Linked DNA regions of Mus musculus: region 1 is linked to region 2. The links are chromatin contacts, called in public HiChIP or PLAC-seq maps. All regions are on one chromosome and are shown on one strand. The core of a region is the stretch at or near the end of the contact, and the rest is flanking DNA. Distances in the headings are between cores, read along the strand shown. Region 1 has its middle 96 kb from the start of Nckap5. Region 2 overlaps Nckap5 (NCK-associated protein 5).

What was found. HiChIP or PLAC-seq counts read pairs in DNA pulled down with a chosen protein or histone mark.
Region 1: a contact with region 2 is called in an H3K27ac HiChIP or PLAC-seq map of stem cell-derived neural progenitor cells, with 9 times the contacts expected there. The contact joins two enhancer-like sites. A contact is called at or near these places in 1 of 39 promoter capture datasets (hippocampal neurons), 2 of 115 datasets of contacts at active chromatin or transcription factors (astrocytes and stem cell-derived neural progenitor cells) and 1 of 9 other capture datasets (embryonic stem cells).

Annotation. Positions count from the first base shown.
Region 1 is chr1:126,923,900-126,929,135 of GRCm38.p6, forward strand. No RefSeq gene overlaps it. Among named protein-coding and RNA genes, the nearest start is that of Nckap5, 96 kb to the left of the region's middle. Within about 2 kb of position 1,757, at least 61 of the 459 cell types and tissues checked have an H3K27ac peak or open chromatin away from gene starts, as enhancers often do. A contact at or near this core is called in stem cell-derived neural progenitor cells, where this site is marked.
Region 2 is chr1:126,022,101-126,026,977 of GRCm38.p6, forward strand. It overlaps Nckap5 (NCK-associated protein 5), which reads right to left. Exons shown (of 17, transcript NM_001081756.1): 12 at 2,176-4,877; 13 at 933-1,110. Among named protein-coding and RNA genes, the nearest start is that of Gm35562, 21 kb to the right of the region's middle. Within about 2 kb of position 2,586, at least 31 of the 459 cell types and tissues checked have an H3K27ac peak or open chromatin away from gene starts, as enhancers often do. A contact at or near this core is called in stem cell-derived neural progenitor cells, where this site is marked.

The DNA of each region.
Region 1 (5,236 bases), core at 507-3,006, 900 kb after region 2:
CTTACACACCAATCCACGGAGTCCTCCCAAGCTTGCCCCATAGTGCACTGGTATCGTGGTAAAGAAACCAAGGAAGGCCCTGGGAGATGAGAGAACTCATACAAAGTTAGCTCGTGAAAGGCAGACTCAACACTTGAACCCACTGTTTTGGCTTCATCATAGCCTGTGTTCTCTGCCACACCCCATGGCCTCTTAGGTGAAGTGAGGTAAGTTTTATTGCACCATTTTATAGAGGAGCAAATCAGCTCTGCAGACAAGGAGCTTGCCAACCAGGCAGAGTCAGAGCCAAACTTCAGGTCCACAGTTTCCCAAGCCAAGTCCAGGATGCTCCATTGCCTCTCGTTGCCCTTCTGGGCAAGGAACACAAAGACATTGTCTGTGAAAAGAGAGAATTCCAAAGAAGACTACCCCGAGTAAACCTTGAAAATAAGCACAGGGCCAAGGAGAGGCTCGGCCACCAAGCCTGATGCCCCTAGTTCAATCCCAGAGATCCGGTAGCGGAAGGAGAAACCTGATTCCTGCAAGTTGTCCTCTGATCCCATCCCCTGCAGCCACCACAAGCATAAATAAACATATACATGTAGATTGGACACAATTTCAACACATAGGCTATCACCAACAAGCAAGCGAAAACAGAAAAAGAAGAATGATTAAGACATATCTATTGAGGGCTCAGTCATGAGCTCGCTGTAGCTGTGCTGACCTCTGAAGGACTAGGCTGATGAACACTCCATCAGGCACAGTGGGGAGCGCGGGCTCTGTAATAGGCATCCCAACTCCTATTGGCTTCGTCCCCTCCCTGGAAGACTGTGGACAGTGAATGGTCGCTGGGAAGAGTCATTCTCTGCCAGGGTGCTATTGCCTGTGCTCCAGTAAATAACCCTCATCCATGCTATGCACACAGCCCTAACTAAACTTGGTGAGTCCCAAAAATAAATCATTAAAAAGACATCAAATTGGGTTATTGGGAAGGGAAGTTTCAGTGGGGGAGAAAGATGACGGGGTGTCTGGAAGGGGAAGGAAATGACCAAAACCCTTTATATACATACATGAAATTGTCAAAGGATAAAAAGAGACCGAGATTCATTATATTCACGTGTCAAGTGTCCAAATAAAAATTGGAAAATTATTTTTAAAAGAAAAAAAAAGTTCCAAGGTAAAACTAAAGAACTGAGTTCCAGCGTGAAGGAGATGTTACAGTGTGTGCTGATAGGATTCCAGACCAAATACAAGGAAAGACTCATGCAGGTAAGGGTGTGTGCTGCGGTTGTCACAATGATACCGTTTTTCTTTGAGGCAGGGAAAGGGGAATAAGGAGTTTGTAATACGAGCCTTGGAGCCTTGGGACCTAGCAGATTGGTTCCAACTATGACAGAGGAAGGCTCTGTTTGAATGGCTCCCCCCTGCTCTTGTGTAGGCTCTCTTGACATCACTACATCATGCTGGCTGGTCCTGTCAGACATCTGTCTGTAAACAGAGGCTGCCTTTCAGACCTGGTCAGATGAGAATGCTGTGATTCCTATCCATGTCTCTACAGAGCAAAATGAGATCATTGCGTCTGTCCCTGGGAGTGTCACCTCTGTGCTCTGAGGCAGCAATCTGACCTAAGATTCCAGAACCCAAGCCTTTATCTGCCAGTCTTCGCTGGAACTCCCCGGGAATTATGCTGACTTCAGTGTCTATTTTCCTTCTTCTCTATGAGACACTATGGGCGGTGATTCCCCTCCCTACTGGTTAGGAGGCCCTGTGGTCTCTCTGGGCCAACAACCATTCTTGGCTCAGAGACTCCTATTGGCTTTCAGACAATCCTGGCAGACACTGCCCAAGACTTGGCTCAGAGCCTGCCCTACTGTGTTTTGAGAGCAGTACCGGCAACAGGAGGATTCTGAGTGCAGTAGCTAAATGCCGCGGGTTAAGTCACCCGATTTAAGGGGTGAGAGAAACAGTAGAGCTGTTAACTGTACACATCTGTGCCCCACATATGGCTACTCTAAGATCTGGGGCATTCTGGAGTCCTGATGCCTTTCCCTGGGCTCCACGGGGTATTTGAAGCATCCTCAGAAAAGGCTGCCATGGCACAATGGTCCTGAAAGTAAGATGATTGGCTGCTGGCAGAGTTGTCACCATCTTCACCAGACACGGGCTCTGTAATAGGCACCCTGACATGGTGCTGACTTGAGCCTGACCCCTCCTGATAATCTTTCATGAACAGAGTATGAAAAATGTCATCATCCCTCTTTCGTGTGGCTGAGGTTGTACCTACAAATAAGGAATCCAGAAGGCAACTGTGGGCGCTGTTCCTTCCGCATCTTCCATTTAAACAATTAATGAGAGTTTCTCATTGACCTAAAACATGCTAATAGTCTCGCCTGGCTGACCAGTGAGCCCTGAGGATCCACCTGTCTCTCAGCCTTCCAGCAGAGGGACTATGAGAGCTCACTACCATGCCCAGTATTCTAAACATGGCTTCTGGGTGATTGATCTATATTTGCAAGGCAAGCACTTTAATGACTGAGCTTTCCCCCACCCCCATACAACCTTTCTAATACATGAAAGCGTAAGTAGGAGACGAGCCAGGGCTTACTCAAAGTCAACATGAGCACCTCTGAGCTGGGAGCTCACAGGAGCAGGGTTGGAACTCAGAGGGGATACTGGTTCCTTCACTCTCCTACTCTTCAGAGTAAAGGGTTGTTTCTAGAATGCAGGTAAGGATTCCTGAATAAGAAATTAACACACTTGTACCCCACCCCAGGACTGTCCACTCAGCTCTTAATTTTCTCAGAAGGCACTGACCTAAGTGCACCCTCTGACCTACCAACAAAATCCCAGGGAGGTACATAAAGATGAGTGCCGAAAACTGGGATTCAACGTAACTAACGGACCGAAAAATTAGGAAGTCTGATGGTTTAATTTGAAACGGAAGTTACAGTCACAACAAATAATTTTTAATTAAGTAAAATGTCAAGACCCAGTCATCCAAAGAAGATACCAAAAGTATCCTCCATCACAGATTTATTCTTTGGAGAAATCTGCCACTCGCACCTCAAAATTTAATTTCCTGGAGCCCGCGGTTGGCATTCATTTTATCATTTTAATAATCTTTAATATTGTGTCAAAGATTAAAATCTGCCATGTACATATAGACCCAGGGTCCTACAGAGAGCGGAGGTCACATGGAGTAAAGGAGGCTGGGATATTTGGAGAAAGGAAGGGGGGCTCTGGACTGAGAGAGCCAAGAACATGAAAGGGAGCAACCGGGATAGCGATGAGGCCAGGACCAGTTGTGTCAATAGCAAGTGAGTGGGGATGTTCTTAGGGGACAACTAGCAGGAGACAGGGAGACTTGCTCCCCAGGGAAAAGAAACTGGGGCCTATATCTCACAGGTCAAACATAAGCGCTGTGCAAGCTGAGTATTCCCTGGTGGGCCTTTGTTGTCTAATTTGTCTTTCTAATGCTCGCTGGAAAAACTATTGCCGACAGTGCAAGCTGACATTTTACAAATGTCAGAGCTTATAAACAAGGACAGGCTCCAGTCCTAGGACCTACCTAGGTTTCTCAATCCATGAAACTGAGAGGCACTGAACGACTGGAGGACCCCTGGAGAACTGCTGGTCTTCAGTCCAGGTTAGAGGCCAAAGGAGCCATCAGTGAAGGGTGGAGCAGCAGCAACCACAGCAGCGATTACAAAGGCTCTGAACTTGGAAGCGGGGCAGATGAATTTACAAACAAGATGCGAAGGTAGGCAGGCAAAGAGCAAACCTTTTCCCTGATATTGTATACTGGGTGCTGCCCAAAGGTGCTGCTCACATGCAGGAGTAGGTCTCTTCACATCAGTTAGCATGTGAGGGTGAGGAAATTCCCTCACAGGTATGCCTAGAAGTTCATGGGAAGTACAGACCTTGTTCAGTTAGGGATGAATATTAGCCAACGGAGCAGCCTTTGTCAGGTCACCTGACCGCTATGAGACTTCACGCATGCGTGTTTGAAACTCATCCTACATAGGAAGGATGAGGAAACCGGAGTTTCATAGGTATCAAGGCACACAGGGGACTCTTTACTGATTCTATTTTAGGCCCCAACATTACCCTGCTTTATTATTATTATTATTATTATTATTATTATTATTATTATTATTATGGTTTGTTGCATTTTGTGTGCATGTGTGTTCCTGCTTGTCTGCATGTGCACAATGGACACACATGCACCCTCAGAGTCCAGAAGAGGGTATTTGGGTCCTCTGCAAATGGAGTTAGAAATGATTGTGAGCTGCTCCAATGTGGGTTCTCAGAACTGAACCCTGATCCTCTGCAAAAGCAGCAAGGACCCTTAGCCACCGAGCCCTTTGCTCCAAACACCTACACCCTGCTTCTAGATTGCACGAATCTGTTAGTCTTTGGTAGCTGACCTCAGACTCTAGCACACACTTGATAACCCTTCCTTCTGTGGGGCAGGAGCCAAATCCCTCCCTGGCACTTCCTGCAAACGTGAGCACTTGACTCAGAGAAGGAAAACGGAAATCCACACAGACATGAGCAGCTGGCAACTGGCTTTTCTTTTTCCAAACCAGTGCCCTTGCCTTTAGAAACCCCGAAGAGCCTGCATGATTAAAAACTGGAATTAATTAGAATACTTAAAATCCAGCAGCAGTCACTTTCAAAGCAACAGCCGACGGTGCCTCCACCACCTCCAAGTATTCCCATGGGCACCTACAGCTTCAAGAGAGAGACCCCAAACAGCACCCAGGAGGCCGTTAAAACCCATCTGCAGCCCCGGGAACTGTAGCAAACATTAAGCAGAAATGGGCACAGTTGTTTGGCAATGAAAAACTGGAGGTCTTTAATAAGCACCCACATAAACCTTGTTTTAAATTTCACATTCATGCTTCTATCAACATTGGTTTGGTTAATTATCTCAATATCTAAAATGGGGAAAGGGTTTGGAAGGTGGCTCTGTGGGAACTGTTTGTGGCAGAAGCACATAGACCTGAGTTTGGATCCCTAGAACCTACTTAAAGCCAAGTGGAGTTGAGGATATCTGTAATCCCAGCATGACTGCATAGATATGAGAGGCAGAGAGGGAGAGGAGAGTCTCTAGAAGCCTTCAGGCCTAGACGGCCACTGACAGCAGTGGAGAAAGAGACCCTGTCTCAGACAAGTTAGAGGGTTCAGGTTGTCCTCTGACCTCCACATGCATGCCTTAGTTTATATGGACCCTGCCTACACAAACAGAATACAC
Region 2 (4,877 bases), core at 1,336-3,835:
TCAAACTCAGATTGTCATGCTTCTATGGCAAAAGCTTTCTCCCCAGAGAAAATCATGTTACACTGAGACTATTTTGTTGTTTTTAAATACTTTCTGTAGCTCACTTCTCTCTGCCTATGTAGGATCACCTGTTATGTACAGCTTTCATAAGAAGTAGACAGCACCTAAAACATCAAACTAGCCGACACATTCTCAACTCATCTGCCATTTTCAAATCTCCGAGCCCATTCCTCGTTTGTTGCTGTCAATGCTAGAATCATCGTCAAAACAAACTTCCAGCACTGGGTATCATTCTAAGATGATCTTGGTAGCAACACTTTCTGGTAATACACAGAGATTATAGAATTGTCTGAAAATAGACCCAAAGAGAACAGTATTCCCAGAGGGAACCACACCCACACAAGGTCTTAGCTGCCACCGTTTTAGCTGTTGTCTCCTGTGTTTCTCTCTTCTTTAAATTTTTTTTCTCTCTGGTTAGGCAGATGGCTCGGTAGCTAAGATGCTTGTCATCGAAGGGTGAGGACCTGAGTTTAGATACCCAGTATCCATATAAAGATGAGCATAATACTGTATGTCTGTAACCTCAGTGAGATGCGATGGAGCGTGGATACAGGAGAACCACAGAACTGCGTAGGGCAGCTAGCTTGCTCTACGCAACCATGAACAGGAGATCCTGTCTCAGAAATGGTGGACAGGAGGAATGGCAGTGGATGTTGTCCTTTGACCTCCACACATGTGAGACATTGCTAGTCATACATAAATATACACAGAGGAGGAGAGGAAAGAGGGAGAAAATAGGGAGGGAAGAAGAGATTAATATAAAAAAGCACAGTCTACATATTATAAACAGTCTTTTCTCAGATTGGCACCACCCTACTTTACCAGAACATCCCGAATCAAGTGTTTTTCAGCCAGCGTGGCAAAGTGCTTACCAAGGATTCTCTTGGTTTTTCCATATCGACTTTGGTTTTGATGTTTTTCTTTTGACTTCCTTGAGTGCTCACAGAGCCGCTGGCGAAACAGGAGCCCTGGGAGGTGCCCTCTAACACGCTCCTGCAGGAAACACCCTTTGATCCACTCTCTCTCTGTACCGAGGCTCTCTTATCAACTCTGCAGGTAGAAAGTGATTCCTCTGATAAATTACATCGGCCGTTTTCAATCACACTCCTCTTCCAGCCCTTTAATGTTTAAGGTAACCTCAGCGTGCCTCTTTGTCTTTAAACCTTTCAATGATAAGTGTTGCTCTCTCTAGCCTTGAGCAAAAATATCTTCAAATATTTCACTAGTGTGTCAACTTAGATTTGCAAGGATAATAACTTACTTCATTACACTGTTTATTAAATGTGTGCACATAGAAACAGGCTTGTGTGCACTGGTGTGTGTGTGTGTGTGTGTGTGTGTGTGTGTGTGTGTAAGGTAAAAGATGTCTTCTTGTGTGTTATTCCTTAGGTGTTTGTGACACAAAATATTTCATTGGCCTGGAACTTCCAAGTAGGTTATTCTGGCTGGCCAGAGAAGTCCAAGGCTCTGTCTGTCTCCATGGCCTCTGCAATAGGAGCACAAGACTGTGCCACCATGCTTGGCTTTTGTTTATGTGGGTTCTGAGGATGGAGTTTAGGTTTTCATGCTTGTAAGGTCAGCATATTACTGACTGAGCCATCTCTCCATAGCCTCTATTTTATTTTTATAATTGCTTTTGGGGAGGGACAGAATATAAAACGCCAAAGGGTGATTGCTAAATACATTTCTGGCTTAAGATCGGCAGGAAAAGTAATTACTTCTGGAAAGTTCTAAGTATACATTTGCTCAGCGCGATCAATGAAATCGGCATGCTTTCAAACGTGTGTGTAATTTTCTTCCATTTCATGCAATGTGGATACATTCATGGTTCCTGGTGTGGGTTGAATTGCTATCAACCTGGATGTAACTCACTATTCTTTAATTTCAAAGACCATTGGCTTGGTTAAGAAAGGAACATGAACTAAATTATCATTTTATAGCTAACTTTTATTTCACTGTTTAAATTATAGCTAATGTATAAGGGATTATAGTCTCTGCGTGTGTAGAGATTATGCTTGGCTGGTATTTAATGATGAGGAAGTAAACAGCTCTCCTTGGGTTTGGGGGAGCAGGGAGACCCCTCTACATTGCCCTTCTCCGTTCACATGTGTTTACCTGTTTAGAAGTTCTGTCATGAAGGCATCTTTTGTTGGGCACACAGCAGGGCTGGGTCTATTCCTTGGCTCCAACTTCATTTGGTTATAAATGTCTTGGGATACTTTCAGACTCTCTGAGCTTTGCAGACCATCGTCTGGACTCTGACCATCTGCCTTCTTGGTCCCCCTACTCAGTTCGTTTTCTATCTTTGATTGTACTTCAGCTTTCTTCTTTTCTTTTTTCCTCTCAGATTTCAGTTTTGTGTCTTTCTTTTCCACTTTACTCTTGGAAGCTTCCATTCTCCTGCTACTGAGAGCTGGAAGCCTGCTCTTTCGAAAACCAAACCAGCTGGTGAACGAAGGCCCTGCCCTGGGCTTCACTTCCACAGAGGCAGACTTTGTCTGCACTTGGCCCTTTTCCACATTCTCCTGAATGCACAACATGACCTTTTCTTCGATGGAGGGTGAGAGGGGGGCTTCTGGGCTCACGACACTAGTCCCAGTTGAAGAAGCATCTGGATGCCTTCCAGAAGTTTCTAGCTTAGATATCCCACTTGTTTCCAAATTGCTTGGGCGCTGCATCCTCCCTGGAACGTGCAGGAACTGAGGGCAGTCTGAAAGAGGAGATGGATGCCTATGGTGGTCACTGCTAGATTGCTCATGTACACCTCTTTCAGGACACTCTTCCTGAGTAGAGAGCCGTTGGTCTTCCACTCCAGGAGTGAGGAGTCCTTCCGGCCTTGTGAGCATCCTCAAGGGTAACTTGCTTGGGCTTCCGTGCTGGCTGCTAGAACTTCCGGTGCTACAGAGAGAACTCTGCCTGGAAAAGGGGTTTCCCAGGGGCCTTCCAGCATTGGGCAGATTATCAGATGTTGAGACAGAGGGGGTCTTGCTTGGGGACCCTTCCATTGAGATATTCTGTCTGGTGAGGGAGTTGCCTCTTTCAGCCGTGTTGGTGATAATCTGAGTTCGAATCTTGCCTGGCCCTTCTGTTGGGGGTGTGGAAGGCTTCTCTCCCAAGTGGATGCTGAAGCTCTGACTCCGAGCTTTGGCTCCATTCATGCCTAGAGCAGGCTTTAGGTGTGGCTTGCTGGAGGAGAAGGATCTTTTTATGGCTCTGCTGTCTGCCCCATCTCTTCCATCATCTCTGGAGATGCTACATTCTAACGATTCTGGCATTGTTGAGTCTAAGGCAAGTCCTCTAGCTAGACTGTCGGGACCTCTCACACCTAGTAAGGCTGTGGTTCTCTCATCTCTTGAGGTCTCCAGACTTGCAGGGTCTTTGGAGTCCTCAGGATTAGACGTGTTTGCTGCTACACAGCTTCGAGATGCTTCATTTAAACTATCCTTTTCTTGTTTCCCTGGTACCAAGGAAGTTTTCTTGAGCAACTGAGGAGACTTCATGAGAACTTTGAGTCCTACTGGGAGGCGAGTTTTAGGTCCTTTCTCGGGAGAGTTCTGGCCACCTTGTGAGGACCCTTGGTTTCTACAGGATGAGGAAGAGGAGGATGGACTGTTAACCTGAGGTGTCAAGGACTCATTCACTCCTGAGAAGGAAGGCCTGTGGGGCATCACAGTGCTGTCACTCAACTGTCTTTTTCTCCCTGGAGACAGGCTTTTACAAGATGTCACCTCTAGCAGTTCACAGCTTGAAGGACAAGTCTTGGGTGTCTGTAAGTCTGTGTCCATGTGGGCAGTTCCTAGTGCATGGTGAGGGGGAGGTTTAGGGATGCCTCTTTTTGGAGAGACTTTTGGGGGCCCTGAAGTCGTCACAGCAAATGGACTGGAGGCTATGTGTTCAGGGTATCTGGTGTGCACTACCGCTTGGGTTGAGGGAAGAGCTGGAGGGAAGGCAGACTTTCTGGAGGCCACAGATGGTTTCTTCTGTATTTCTGACATCACTGGACTGGAAGAGACAAGAGGAGCAGAGGATCCTTTCAACAGCGGGGATTTCAACCCTGGACTTACAGCGTCTCCAGGGCCCTGAGTTTCAGGTTTGGCAGGTGATGGTAGTGGTGGGTAATCATAACTGGGTCTAACCAGGAGTGACACTGATCTCCCTGGAGGGGTTGGAGGGGAGGGAGACCTCATTCTTGTCTGTGGCGCAGAGACACAGCCATTGGACCTCATTTCACTACTGTCACTTCTCCCCATGAGATGCCGTGACTGGATCCCTGAAGTCTGACTCCTGGGGCACTGAACCCAGTTCTTCTTATTGGAAATTTTGGGGATATGAGGAACCTGGGCAGGGTGTTTTGGAATGTGTGATTCTGGCTGTACATCACAGAGAGAACCAGGGCTCTCTGCCTTTCTACATTGTGAGAGTTTCCCCATAGGGGATGCTGGTGTCTTTTCAGGAGTCACTAGGGCACTGGAGGGGACCAGCATGGTGGGCATAGACTCCACAAGTTTGGATTTCTGAGGTGAAGACTTGCCTCTGGAAGGGATTTTTGTCAGACCTTGCTTTGTGTAGACACCCATGTTTCCAACAGGTCTAGAATTACTCTGCCAGGCTACCCCCTGTGTGGGTTTGGCGAGCTTTGGTCTTGGGGAATTCTGAGTTATTATAGTCTGGGAGCTGAAGAAGTCATTCGGAGCTGTGAGAATATGATTTTCATCTTTTGGAATGTTTTTCGCAGTCTCCTCTTCAGGTCTCTTCAGAAAAGGACAGTCTCTTGCAGTAGCTCCTGCCTGGAAGTGAGTAATTTCCTGAGGTGAAAG